Linked DNA regions of Mus musculus: region 2 is linked to region 1. Evidence: chromatin contacts called from public promoter capture Hi-C data. All regions are on one chromosome and are shown on one strand. Each heading gives the region's core, a stretch centred on a gene start, on an enhancer-like site or on the middle of the called end of the contact. The rest is flanking DNA. Distances are from core to core; before and after follow the strand shown.

Region 1 (5,966 bases), core at 773-3,272:
ATTTCTGGGCATATCTGTAAGCTGATTGGTAGAGTTGGAGTTAGACAAGCAGCCCTTTCCCACCCGTGACAGTGGGATGCCTGTCACTGTGGCTTAAGATGCTTTTCTTCTTGCAATTGATTCCTTGGTTCTGCTCTCTGTAGAACTGTAGAAGAGAGAGCACCGTTTGAAATATTGAAGCTTAAGCCTTCCAGTTTACTGATGATCCAAGATACTTAAGCTGGCTTCTGACTTTTCTCACATTCCAGACTTGCTCCTCCCCTCTTCTTCATCTAGCCATCAATAGTCTTAATGGGAATCCTGAATGTTAAATGCCATGAGTTTAAGAAGACCTCTTCTGCCTCCCTTGCCTGGAACCATCTTTCTCTTATCATGGCACTTTTTTTTGGTTTTCTTCCCAGAACTAAACATAAACATCATAGTGTCTTGCACTCGAATTTATTTTCTATAATATTTGAAATTCATGAAGGAAAGGTTTGTCCTGTGCCCAGCATCCTAGCGATGTGTCTGGTGCCCTGTAGGCACTGCATACAGGGGCTGGGACTAGAATGTTAACTTCTCTCTCCTGTCGTTTAGCTGCATGCACATGTGCATGTGTTCCGCCATGACCTACGCTCATCTGTTAACAGAGCAATGATTATTTGGCTCGACATCTTCTGAGTTCCATTTACCCTTCTGAAAGTGAGGACCCCTCAGTCCACATAAAAGTTTTTACATTTGTTCTACAAACGGGGCTAGAGTAAACTGACGTTCATTAGTTGTGGAGTCTAGAAGGGACATGGTCACTGGTTTTCCTTTTTTTCCCCCCAAACTGGAAATGTTTATTCTGAAAATGGAAAGTATATGGTAGGCTAAAGGTTCAAATTTCAATATGTTAGGTGGACTTGCTGATGTGGGGACCTCATGCTAATTGTTTTAAGAATTTTGCCGCTAAACTGTGCTGGATCATACTTTAGTTATGCAATAGTGGCATCTTAGGAGTTTCAGAGAAACATGATGGCTTGAGTCTACCTCTTAACCCATTGATAGGAACCTTCCACCAATGAATTCCTGGCAGGCACACATTTTCTTGGAGGATAAGGGGATGGCTTCTTAGGTAGAGTGTCTACTGTGCTAGCATAAAGACCGTTGTCCCATGGTTTTCTTCCACAAATTAAAAGCCATTCATTCTGTATTGACTTTTTGACTAATGGCAGTCATAGACTCCTGGTTTCCATTAATTTTCATTTTTTTTCTACTGAATTCAGACCTGCAGTACCCACCTAGAAAGCTGGATGTAGCTCCCACCAGCACTGGGAAGGAAAAAGACAGGAAGATCCTAAGCTCCTTGGCCAGCCAGAATGGCTGAGTTAAAGAGTTCAGGCTCAGAGAATAAACATATGAATGACCTTGGAATGCACCTGATATCTACCTCTAGCCTTTACATGTATGTGTATACACACACACACACACACACACACACACACACACACACCACACACACACACACACACACCCCACAACACACAACACACACACACACACACACACACACACACACACACACCACACAACACACACACACACACACACACAACACACACACACACACACACACACACACACACACACACACACACACACACACACACACACCCCACACACACAGATACACACTCATACCACACACATACTACACTCACACAGCACACACACACAGACACACACATACACACACACCACACACACACAGATACACACTCATACCACACACACACCACACTCACACACCCCCCACACACAGACACACACACACACACACCACCACATAGGCACACATACCATTTGTCATTCTGTTGAATGCCAGAGATCAAAGGAGAAGTTAACCTTTGCTGTTTGGCAATAAAATTTGTGTTCAAAGTGCTTAATAACTGCATCAACTGCGTGATCCTTAATTCTGCAGATACATCCAGTGTGTCCCTTTACACTACCATCTAATTGTCAGCATATAAAGCACTCTGCATGTCTACATTGTGATTCTCAGGGATGACGCATTCCCTGGAAGGATGCCATGTAGCCTTCTGTAGATCCATCATCTCCCTCTGCCCACTCACCATATGGATTCTGGGCTTTCTTTTGCTTTGCTTTGTTTTAAGTCAGGGTTCAGAGCTTTTCTCCTTTAGCATATTTTCCCTCATAAGCAGAATTCTTGATTCTTCTCTCACAAAGCCGTGGCTTATGCAATCATTTCCACATTTGTCAATCTCAGAGTTTAATATGCATGGCAGTATCAACTTGCACCCTCTTAACAGTAGCTGAGAAAATCTTCCTACGACCTGTAAGGTTCTGAAGTCATGTGGACGCCGTGATGAATGCCCAGTAAATATTTGTTGACGAGGTTGGCCCTTCTTACTCCATGCAAACATTTCCACGAGGGCAAGTTAAAAAAAAAAAAGAAAGAAAGATCTTGTGTGTCTTTGTGTGTGGGGGTGCGTTGTTGGCACTTTGTTCCTGTGAAATAAAAATGAAAGAGTTTTCTTTCTTCCTTGTGTCGGATTTCCTCTTGCCGGTTTCTCCACCAACTGGCTAGTGGCCAACTTTGTCAGAGCTGAAACATCAGAGAGCCAGAAGAGAGGTTCTCGGCTGATAAATATTTGATTTACAAGGTATTGAGAGGTTTAAAGAAATGGAAAGGAGTTTGCCTAATGGGAGTTGTGTTTAATATAGCAAGGAAGATCACCAATAACCAGGTCTCCTTTCCTCTGCAGTGGCCGGTGGGTATCTGAGTGTATCGGGCTTATTGTGATACAAGTTATGTTAGGCTTGGCTGACAATGGGGTGAGGTTGAGGAGGCCTGGAATGCTCCTGCTCCTTCAACAGAAACACAGCTGAAGGGAATATCCTTAGAGTTTCTTTGCTTCTCTTCTATAAGCTGTGATAAATATTGTATGTCTCAGCAGCGTAGGGAAGACGATTGATCCTTTCTCAGTGATAGAGACATGTGGCTGTATATGTTATATGCAGAATGAACGATGGAGGGAGAATGGGGGGGGAGGGAGGACAAGAGATGCAGGGGATGTGTATAGCGTTGCCAATAGCGATCTATCAAAGAGATGTCAGGACTGCGAGAGTACAAGATGGGTTTTAGCTCCCATTTAATCATCTGTTGCTTTTCTGTCATCAAAGCTTTGTTTCGTGGCAAGTTTTGTTTCTCATCCCCACCTCAAAAGTTCCAATAAAATGAACACAATTAGGACCAACCCCAAACTGGACTGAACTAAATACTTAAGAAAACAATGAGGGTTCTTTTGTGTAGGCTGTAAGTCTCTTACACAGGGCAATGCTATGAATCCATTTGGCTTTAAAAACATCACACTTGAAATCATGCCCAAACTCAAGAATGATGCAGACCATTCTCAACCATGGGCAATCCTGGAAAGGGAGGAAAACTGGTTCTTGGGGAAAAGCAAACACTATTATGTAGTATTATGGTAAGAGCCTCTCTACTGGGGTGTGTACACAAATAGGCGTTATCAGTCTTCTAGTTTGGCCTCCCTTAACAAAAGGCAGCTTTACTTATGGAAATATTTTCTTGGCTGCATGCATTATTTTGGAGGCTCCTTAGCTCAGTGATTTTTTAGAAGGGCTTTGTTCTCTTGGAAACTTGGTTTTAAGGCTGAAGTCTGGGGGTTGGAGAGATGGTTCAATGATTAAGAACTCTACCTAACTTGTAGAGAACAGGGGTTCAGTTCCCAGGTCCTACATGGTGGCTCACAACTGCCTGTAACTCCAGTTCCAGGAGACCAGACACCCTATTCTGCCTTCCATGGGCTCCTCCACGCATGTGGTGCACATAAACTCAAGTAGGCACACATATACATATCAATAAATATACTGTTAACACCTCTTCCAACAGCATTAGCAGCTGAGTGAGCCGTGTGTAGATATTCAGGCTGCACTCCCGGAGGCTCTTGGTGGATTATTTACTTGTTCTCCTAAATAAAAATCCCACGAGAGAGTAAAATCTAAGTAGAGAATATTCATTAAAGGTTTGGGAAGCCAAGATATCTTCTGACTGCAGATACTATACTGTGGACCTACAGAAAGGCAGAAGATAACACACCTGACTGTTTACTCAGGGTATGAACGTTATTAAGTACTTCATTGGGAAGTGTCTTGTTGGCTAGCTTATATTTTTAGAAGTAAAGTAATTAGTTCAAAAAATATACATTCTTTAAAATATCTTGACTTTTGTCATTTTAAGAAGTTAGACTCAGGCTGGCCTTGAACCTGTGACCTTTCTGCCTCTCAGGTAGGTAGGTGTGTGTGTGACGCCGCTCCTGGATGATGTGCTGAGTTTAATGCTACTTTTGTTTATACTTCTTTCAACATTTTTAAAGCAGTTTGCACTCCTGGAAGTAACATATGCCTGTGTGTTATGTCTTACCATACCCTCAGGAGTATTGGGTGGTATTGTGGTAAACACCTTAGTTAAATGAATCTGAAGAAAGAAAAGTGATACGTTGAACCAATAGTGAATGTGACACGGGTCTGGGGAGGTGTACAAGCATGAAGACCAGAGTTCACATAAATCCTAGTTCTGAGTCTTTGCTTTCCTGTTCTCCTTAGACATTATCCATCCTGCTGTTTCAGAATTCTTGCACTTCCCCAAATCAGACTCCTTCTACCACAGGACCTAGAAGTCATATAAATGCTGAGTTTGGGTTGACTCACTCGGCAGTTCAACCTTGGAAGGTGGAGGCAGGGATCGCTCCGCCCCAGCAAGCTATCAAGCTGCACCATCCATACAGGCAAAGCAATGGGAAAGATTCCTAATATCACTTGCAGACCTCTTTAGGAGCAGACATGGACAGGGACACACACGCACACACACATACACACATGAGCACATGCACATGCACACATGCACACACATGCACGCACACACACAAGCACATGCACACGTACATGCATATACATAGCTATGTATATCACATACTCATACATATGAAGAAAATGAAATGTTTCAGCAGCCCCTGCTTTTAAAACAAGTTTGTGTGATTCAAAACAATCCCATTGTTTTCACAGAAAACTGTGGGGTTGACAGAAGAGTAATTTTACCTCACAGGTAATTTTTAAAGTTTTGTCACTTTAGCTCTTCTGTGCTGAAGAGAAGTCACAAAATAGAGATTCTTTGTGTAGAGAAAGTACCAACGGTTCGGAATGCCTGGAGCCCATGAGAGACTGGAAACGGTGACATAAACAGTAACCATTCTGTCCCATGTAGCCAGGGGCTTGGAGCTGGTAGTCCTGTTGGTAGAAGGAGTGTGATGTGGGGACTAGGGAGTTTTAAAACAGAAGGACACATGGTGTCTAAAGAGAGCAGGAAAGTGGTGGCTCAGAACCTCGCCTGTCCCTCACCAGAAGAAACTCTGCCTGAGTCTGCTTCTTCTGTAAACACCCTGCAGAAAGATGTGCCAGACTCTAGGTTTTTTTCCCCAAAAGACACTGCAAACTGTTGTAGTTTTCTGTCTATGCCCTGAACACATAAACCCAAAGCAGAATAAGGCTTGGGAAAAATTATGAGTGATGTTGGAGAATCGCAGCAGCGTTCGGAAGGATTTAGACTTTCCTCCATGAAGACTAAATTAGGTTATATTTCACTGATATTTCAAGTTGTTGTTTTTTTTTTAAGTTAGGAGGCTGAATGTCTTTTTCATAGGGCTTTAAATTTTTCCTGTTCTATTTTTCTTCATGGATACTCTACTGAGATCTGTTGCTACTGGCATTCACAGCTTACATAAAATTATGTACCAGGGCCAGACTGGAATGGGATGGACTGATTCTCTTACATCAAAATTAAAGTAAGCTTCATTTTTTATTTTATGTGTAAGTGTGTGTTTGTGTGTGTGTGTGTGTTGTATATATACTTGGTGTAAGCATGCCTGCCTATAGATGAGGAGTTTGTAGGAGTTTCCTCTGTAGCT
Region 2 (6,049 bases), core at 1,067-3,566, 490 kb after region 1:
TCCACCACCCTCCCCTTTTTGAGCAATGGAGCTGGAAACCAATTTGATTCCCTTTTTCTCCAATGCAGCTGCAAGGCTCAGAGATACTGACATTTCCCCACTCTTATCAGTTTAATTACAGTTACCATGGCAGCAAAGTGCTAGTGCTTGGCAAAGGCCAACAAGAGATTTGCAAGACTGGGTTCAATTTTGATGCAGCTCACATGCAAAATAAAAAAAAAAAAATAAGAAACATACATACACTCTAACAAAGAATCTCCTTGCGGAGTTTATGATCCAACCTTTTGTGGCTGTGTCTTTGCAGCCACGCAGGGGTGGTTTTGCAAAGAATGTACCAGGATTTTTGGCACCTAGCGAGATTAATTGGTCGAAAGCAGCAGTCTTTAAAAGCAGCAGCAACAATATTATTTCATATCTTCCTCAGGAGAAGAACGGGCAGTCTGTGGAGCTAGCCACGAGTGCCTAGCGGCCCGAGAAAGTGCCTCTGTGATAGAAGGTAACCTTACCAAAACTTTTCTCTTGTTTCTGCATGAGTTGACTGAGGCGTGCCTGAGTCGCTGCAGCTTCGCATGGAGCACCAAGCCCGGAGGCAGAGAGTAGAAAAGGGAATCACTCGGATCTGGGGCCCAAGCGTGGATCTGGTGAGCAGCATGCAGGGCCCAGGATCCACTATTGTGAAGCCACTTTGGGAGCTGGGGTCTAGTGGCTAGGGAGGCAGGCAGTGGGGGAAGGGACGAGGGAGCGTGTAAAATGATGGCGAATGACAAAGCCACATGCTTCCCTCACTCTGCCTGTAATCCTAAAATCCCAGCGGCCCCTTTTAGCTTCCTAGTAACAAATGGATTTGATTAAACCGTCACACGCAGTGTTAGCATAGCATATCGTGTTCGGTATGAAAAAGATCATAAATCTGACTTGTGTTTCATAACAGCAATCTGAGTAGCCCCGGTTAAAATGTGCTGAATCTCTCTCTCTCTCTCTCTCTCTCTCTCTCTCTCTCTCTCTCTCTCTCTCTCTCTCTCTCTCCCTGTTAAGATGCAGACACTTGGGTACAAGGAACCTATGTCCACTGAACACGACACAGTCACTTTTGCAACACACAGAAGCAGTGTTTTGATATTAAGGTTGCATTGGGAGAAGCAGGGGTGTAGACAAAAACAAGGTTGTAATTTCAACTCTTTCTTGGGGGTGGCAGGCATACATTTCATCAAGCAGGTGTAGAAAGGTCTGGGAAAATACCCAAGACTGATATCACTTCCCTTAGCCTGGTAGCAACACCCCGCCCCCAACCTTTGCAAACTGTCCCAACCCCTCTTCCAGAGTCAGGGTGTGCGAATGTTGCAGCTCCCAATGAACTTTGTCTATTATGCACTAGACTCCTACTTGAGATGTTGCGTCGCGCTGCAGCCGCGCGCTCCACTCTCTTCCTCCGGCATCCACGTCTTCCGCCCCACATCTATTTCATGTCTCATCACAAAAATAATGATGCCTCCCATGATTTAAACAGAACCAAACAAACACAAAACCCTCTCTGCAGACCTGCAGCCCGGTGAAAGTTGCAGTGGTGGTGGGGATGGTTCGGGTGCAGCTTTACTTTATGCCTTCTTGGGAGAGGATGGGGAAGAAGAAGAAAAAAAAGCCACCCAACATCCGCACACGCACGCGCGCACCAGCAGACATACACAGCACAAATAAGCCGACGCGTGAGTACACAACCCCTGACTTACCTTCTCAATTAAGCGATACAGGGGAGGGTGTTCAATGAGCCCAGCGGCTGCTTGGTAGCGCTTCTCCTTGGGAAAGGTCAAAAAGAAACATTGTTTGAAAAAAAAAAAGGAAAAAAAAAAACCGGGGGGTAGAATCTCTCTCTATATATTTTTTTAAGTTTAAAATAATGAGGTCCTCCAGGATCCGCCAAGTACCAGTGTGGACCGCATGCGAGCCACAGGTGTCCTTCTTTTAGGCAACTGCAGTCCGGGGGATGTCTCTCTTGGTCCTGGCTCCTGACAACTTACCCCAGCAGTGTGCGAGGAGCCCGAGCTGAAGGAAGCCCTGGCTCTCAGCCGCAAAATGCAATCCCTTCCCAGCCAGACATAATACAGCCCAAGAAAAGGTCACCCAGTTATTACAGCGCCTCGGAGCCCAGGCAGCGCCTGTCAGATCCACAGTGAAGGCAGCTCCCTTCCGATTTAAGAGTATTTACCTCTCGCCCCCACCCCTCCCTCTTCTCTCTCTTCCTTCTCTCCCTCCCTCTAGCTGGCTCCCTTGCTCGCTAGCTTGCTTGAGCTCTCTCTCTCTCTCTCTCTCTCTCTCTCTCTCTCTCTCTCTCTCTCTCTCTCTCTCTCTCTCTCTCGCTGTGTCTCTGCTGTCTGTTCCGCAGCTCAGTCAAGTACAGCCGCCCTCGGAAAGTGCAAAAGCAGCCACGAGACAGATCCAGGCTTTGTTGCTAATTTCCCAGGGTGAAAATTGACAAGCCTGGGAGTGCAGTCAGCACAACCCATTGCATATGCTACTGACAAACGCTGGGGACATCCCCTCCCACCCATGCCTATCACACAGAGAATGTGACCTCTGCAGGACTGGACTCTGGAAGGACCCTACCTCCAGGACTCGCCCACAAGAAGAACTGCAAAAGAGCTCCAAAGGAGAAGGGTAGGGCTTCCTAAAATAACGGGGGCATTTTGGAATAGGATGGGGACTATGAAAGCAAATTGCCCTCTAAATCTGTTACTGACAGTGCCAGTGGAGGAAGTTAAAATAAAAGCCAAGGAATCAAAGTGCTACCAGGGAACACTGGAAAACTGCACAGCCCTCCTTTTAGTAAATGTCTGGGGGTGTCTGCAGTTTCCAGGGCTATGAATTCTGTTTAGAAACTCTCTGAAGTCCCTGTGCAGAATGCCTTGTCATGTAAACTCAGGCCAGGCAGTGCCACACACCCTTTCCTCTCTCTCGAATGGCCCCAGGAGTCAGACTGTGAACTTGTACCCCATACCAGGTGCTGAACCCAAAGTGGCCACTGAAACACACTTACTACAGATAGGTGAATACTTGACTTTGAAACCTGCTTCAGTGTTAGTCCCCAGGAAGCTGAGCCAGACTTCCAGGACTAAGCCGGTCCCCTGGCCACTTGCCCACCTACACCCTGCCTTCATACACTTATTTTAAGGCCTGGGTACATCCTTTTATTTTTGCCTCTAAATTTTTCCCATTACTCTTAACCTCTTCCCTGCACTCCGATGCTCTATAGGTCACTGGTAGCTTTAAACCATCTCCTTTTTCTAAGTTTTTAAACTTCAGCTATCGCCCACTTTGGTGTCTCTATCAAGGTCCTCTCAGCATCTCTCACAAAGCCTTGTCAAAAGGTTAAGCTTAAAAATAGTGCCAGTTTGAATGACACTGGATGTGATGCTCTCAGTGCCAAGACAGGATCAATTGTTGAACTACCCACCCACCCCAAAAAAACACTACCCACAAAACACCCTTCAAACAATACAGAAAAACTTTGCTACTTCTGTAACATCAATTTTAATATCTATCTATCTATCTATCTATCTATCTATCTATCTATCCGATCTATCAAATTATATATATATATATATATACATATATATATATACACACACACACACACACACACACACACTAAAGCAGTCCCCCTTGAATATTTATGTTAAATTATGCTTCCCTATATCCAAAGTCCTGGCATAGCCGGTCTAATTTATTTTTTAATCCCAACCTTCAGAAGGCTCCTAAGAAAATAGTAGGTGGCTTGCTTTCTTCTCCCTTTCAAAGACAACAAAACTCAGAACTAACCTGAAAAATACCGAAATTCACAGACAGGAAGATTACTGAGAACCCCTTCAGCTGTTCAGTCTATAAGCAGACTTCTTAAGTTTTGGCTTTTCCTGGCCCTAGTACTCAGGCGTGCGCGCACGCACACACACACACACACACACACACACACACACACACACATCCACACAGCTCCCTGCTTGTCCTACCCCACCCTCCAGCCAGATCTACTCTGAAAACACTCTGGTGTGTGTGTATGTGTGTGTGTGTGTGTGTGTGTGTGTTGCCTGTTATCTTTAGCAGCCAATGTACTGAGAAGAAAAGAGGGAGGGAGGGAGAAGTATGTGTGGGGAAAGGGAGAAATAAAATCAAAACAAATGGCACAGCTAATGAGGACAATTAAATTAATTATGTTCAAGGAGGATGAGGTTTTTTTTCCCTCCAACTGTATGATCTGTTACCCCTCGCTGGCAACTGCTTCTCCGTAATTCATGGCAACTGATGAGTGCATCTATGCAAATCTTTGTTTAAATCATTCAACTAATTAAATGATGGGATTATTCCTCTGCCTACGGTGACATCATTCGCAGTAATTAGTACTCTTTTGGACTGTGGCAGTAAGATCCCCCATATCAACACCAACCTGCAAAGGCATTAACCACTTTGATACCTTAAAAAAGGGCAACTATCCAGAGCTCTAATTGTATCCCATCCCCTTCCTCTCCCCCCATCCTCCTTTTCCTCTCTGGGTTAGCATATACCCCATACTTGTAGAGAGAGAGAGGGAGAGGGAGAGGGGGGGGGTGAAGTTAGTGAATAATATGCTAAACCACATGTGTAAAAGAATAAAATGGAATAGTTAACATTCAGCTCCATGCCATTCATTTTCCCCTAAAATGTAATGATAATTAGATGGGTCATAAAATGCTCTTCTTTTCATTATGACTGATGAAATGCATTAAAGCTGACAGGGTATTACCTGACAGTAATTAGGTTTTGTCATGAATTAAATTATTTGAAAGCAGGCTATCTCCCCAATCACGCAATTTACAGCAAGATTTTTTTTTAATCTGTGCCACAGAAGAGAGAGAGAGAGAGAGAGAGAGAGAGAGAGAGAGAGAGAAAATAGCAGTTTTTCTCTTCATAATCATATGAATTATTCACAGAAAAAAAATCATCAGAAAAACCCCCGTGCAGATGAAGAGGCTTGATGCTTAATGCGCACAGATGTGATCGCCAGTGGTCGCCGACAATGAAATATACAAGTGCACACAAAGTGATCCGGTGAACAAGAGGTGGAATTTAATCATCTTCTGCTGACACTTTGTGAAAAACACCATTAACCCTCAGCAAACCCCTGTTTTCCTGGCTCCCTGTAACCCCTAAAGTCTCAGCCCCTCCTCCCAAGGAGAAAAAGTGAAAGAAGAATTTGTGGTTTTGTTTACTCAGCCAAGCTAAAGGTTGGATCCAGCCAGGCAAGCACTTTCTTCATTTCCTGAGAGTAAACTACCCACTTTAATTACACATGCTTCGGAAATCTTTGCAAAAAGATTGCCATTGAGAGCTACATCTTCTTGGCCCGATTTTCTTTTGCCTACCCCTTCTTTCTGCTACTTATACATTTGATGAGAGTGTTTAACTCAATCTATTCCACATTCTCTAATACAAAAATAAAATAAAATAAAATACCAAGAAGGTAGACTATCTTTTCCTGGACTTTTCTATTGTGATTCTTTATGAGGGAGGGGGGGGGGCACAGAACGCAGGAAGACGGTTACATGGGGGTGATCAGACATATATTACTTACCTTTGCTCAAAAGAGATCTTGCACAAAAAAAAGCAGTGTATGTGTGTGCCTGTTTCTAAACAAGTCTTCAAGTTTTCGGCCGTCTCTTTTTGCAAGACGCACCCCACAGATAACTTTTGTGTGGGGATGTTCAGTAGTGATTTCTGTAGCGTCCCAAAGATGCTTCTGTGGAGGTTGGAGTATCAGACAGGTTGTCGCTTTGGGTAGTCGGAAGACAGCACCCACTCTAGAAGTCCAGGTACAGTCAAAGTGGTCAGTCAAGGAAGGGGTGAGGTTGACAAGGACTCCTGTTCACACTCTCCCACCATCACGCCTGGAGATGCAGCAGCCACGCAAGAGAAAAAGCCTCTTGCTTCCGCCTTCGCCTTGCTCCTTGCTCTGGTGTGCTTTGCTCTTTCTTACTTTCTTCCTGAACTGCATACAAACCCTGAGTGGGCCAGAGCGGCTCCT

Evidence for each region. Promoter capture Hi-C pulls out the DNA fragments that hold promoters and counts their contacts.
Region 2: a contact with region 1 is called in a promoter capture Hi-C map of hippocampal neurons, with 2.3 times the contacts expected there. The contact joins the promoter of Lmo3 here to the enhancer-like site in region 1. A contact is called at or near these places in 2 of 39 promoter capture datasets (hippocampal neurons and pre-B cells), 3 of 115 datasets of contacts at active chromatin or transcription factors (astrocytes, embryonic basal ganglia and embryonic forebrain) and 1 of 9 other capture datasets (liver).

The regions. Positions count from the first base shown.
Region 1 is chr6:137,933,004-137,938,969 of GRCm38.p6, forward strand. No RefSeq gene overlaps it. Among named protein-coding and RNA genes, the nearest start is that of Gm38552, 79 kb to the left of the region's middle. Within about 2 kb of position 2,023, at least 34 of the 459 cell types and tissues checked have an H3K27ac peak or open chromatin away from gene starts, as enhancers often do. A contact at or near this core is called in hippocampal neurons, where this site is marked.
Region 2 is chr6:138,420,714-138,426,762 of GRCm38.p6, forward strand. It overlaps Lmo3 (LIM domain only 3), which reads right to left and starts at 2,317. Exons shown (of 4, transcript NM_001356306.1): 1 at 1,728-2,317. A830011K09Rik (RIKEN cDNA A830011K09 gene) reads left to right here and starts at 2,392. Exons shown (of 4, transcript NR_126073.1): 1 at 2,392-2,652; 2 at 4,959-5,087.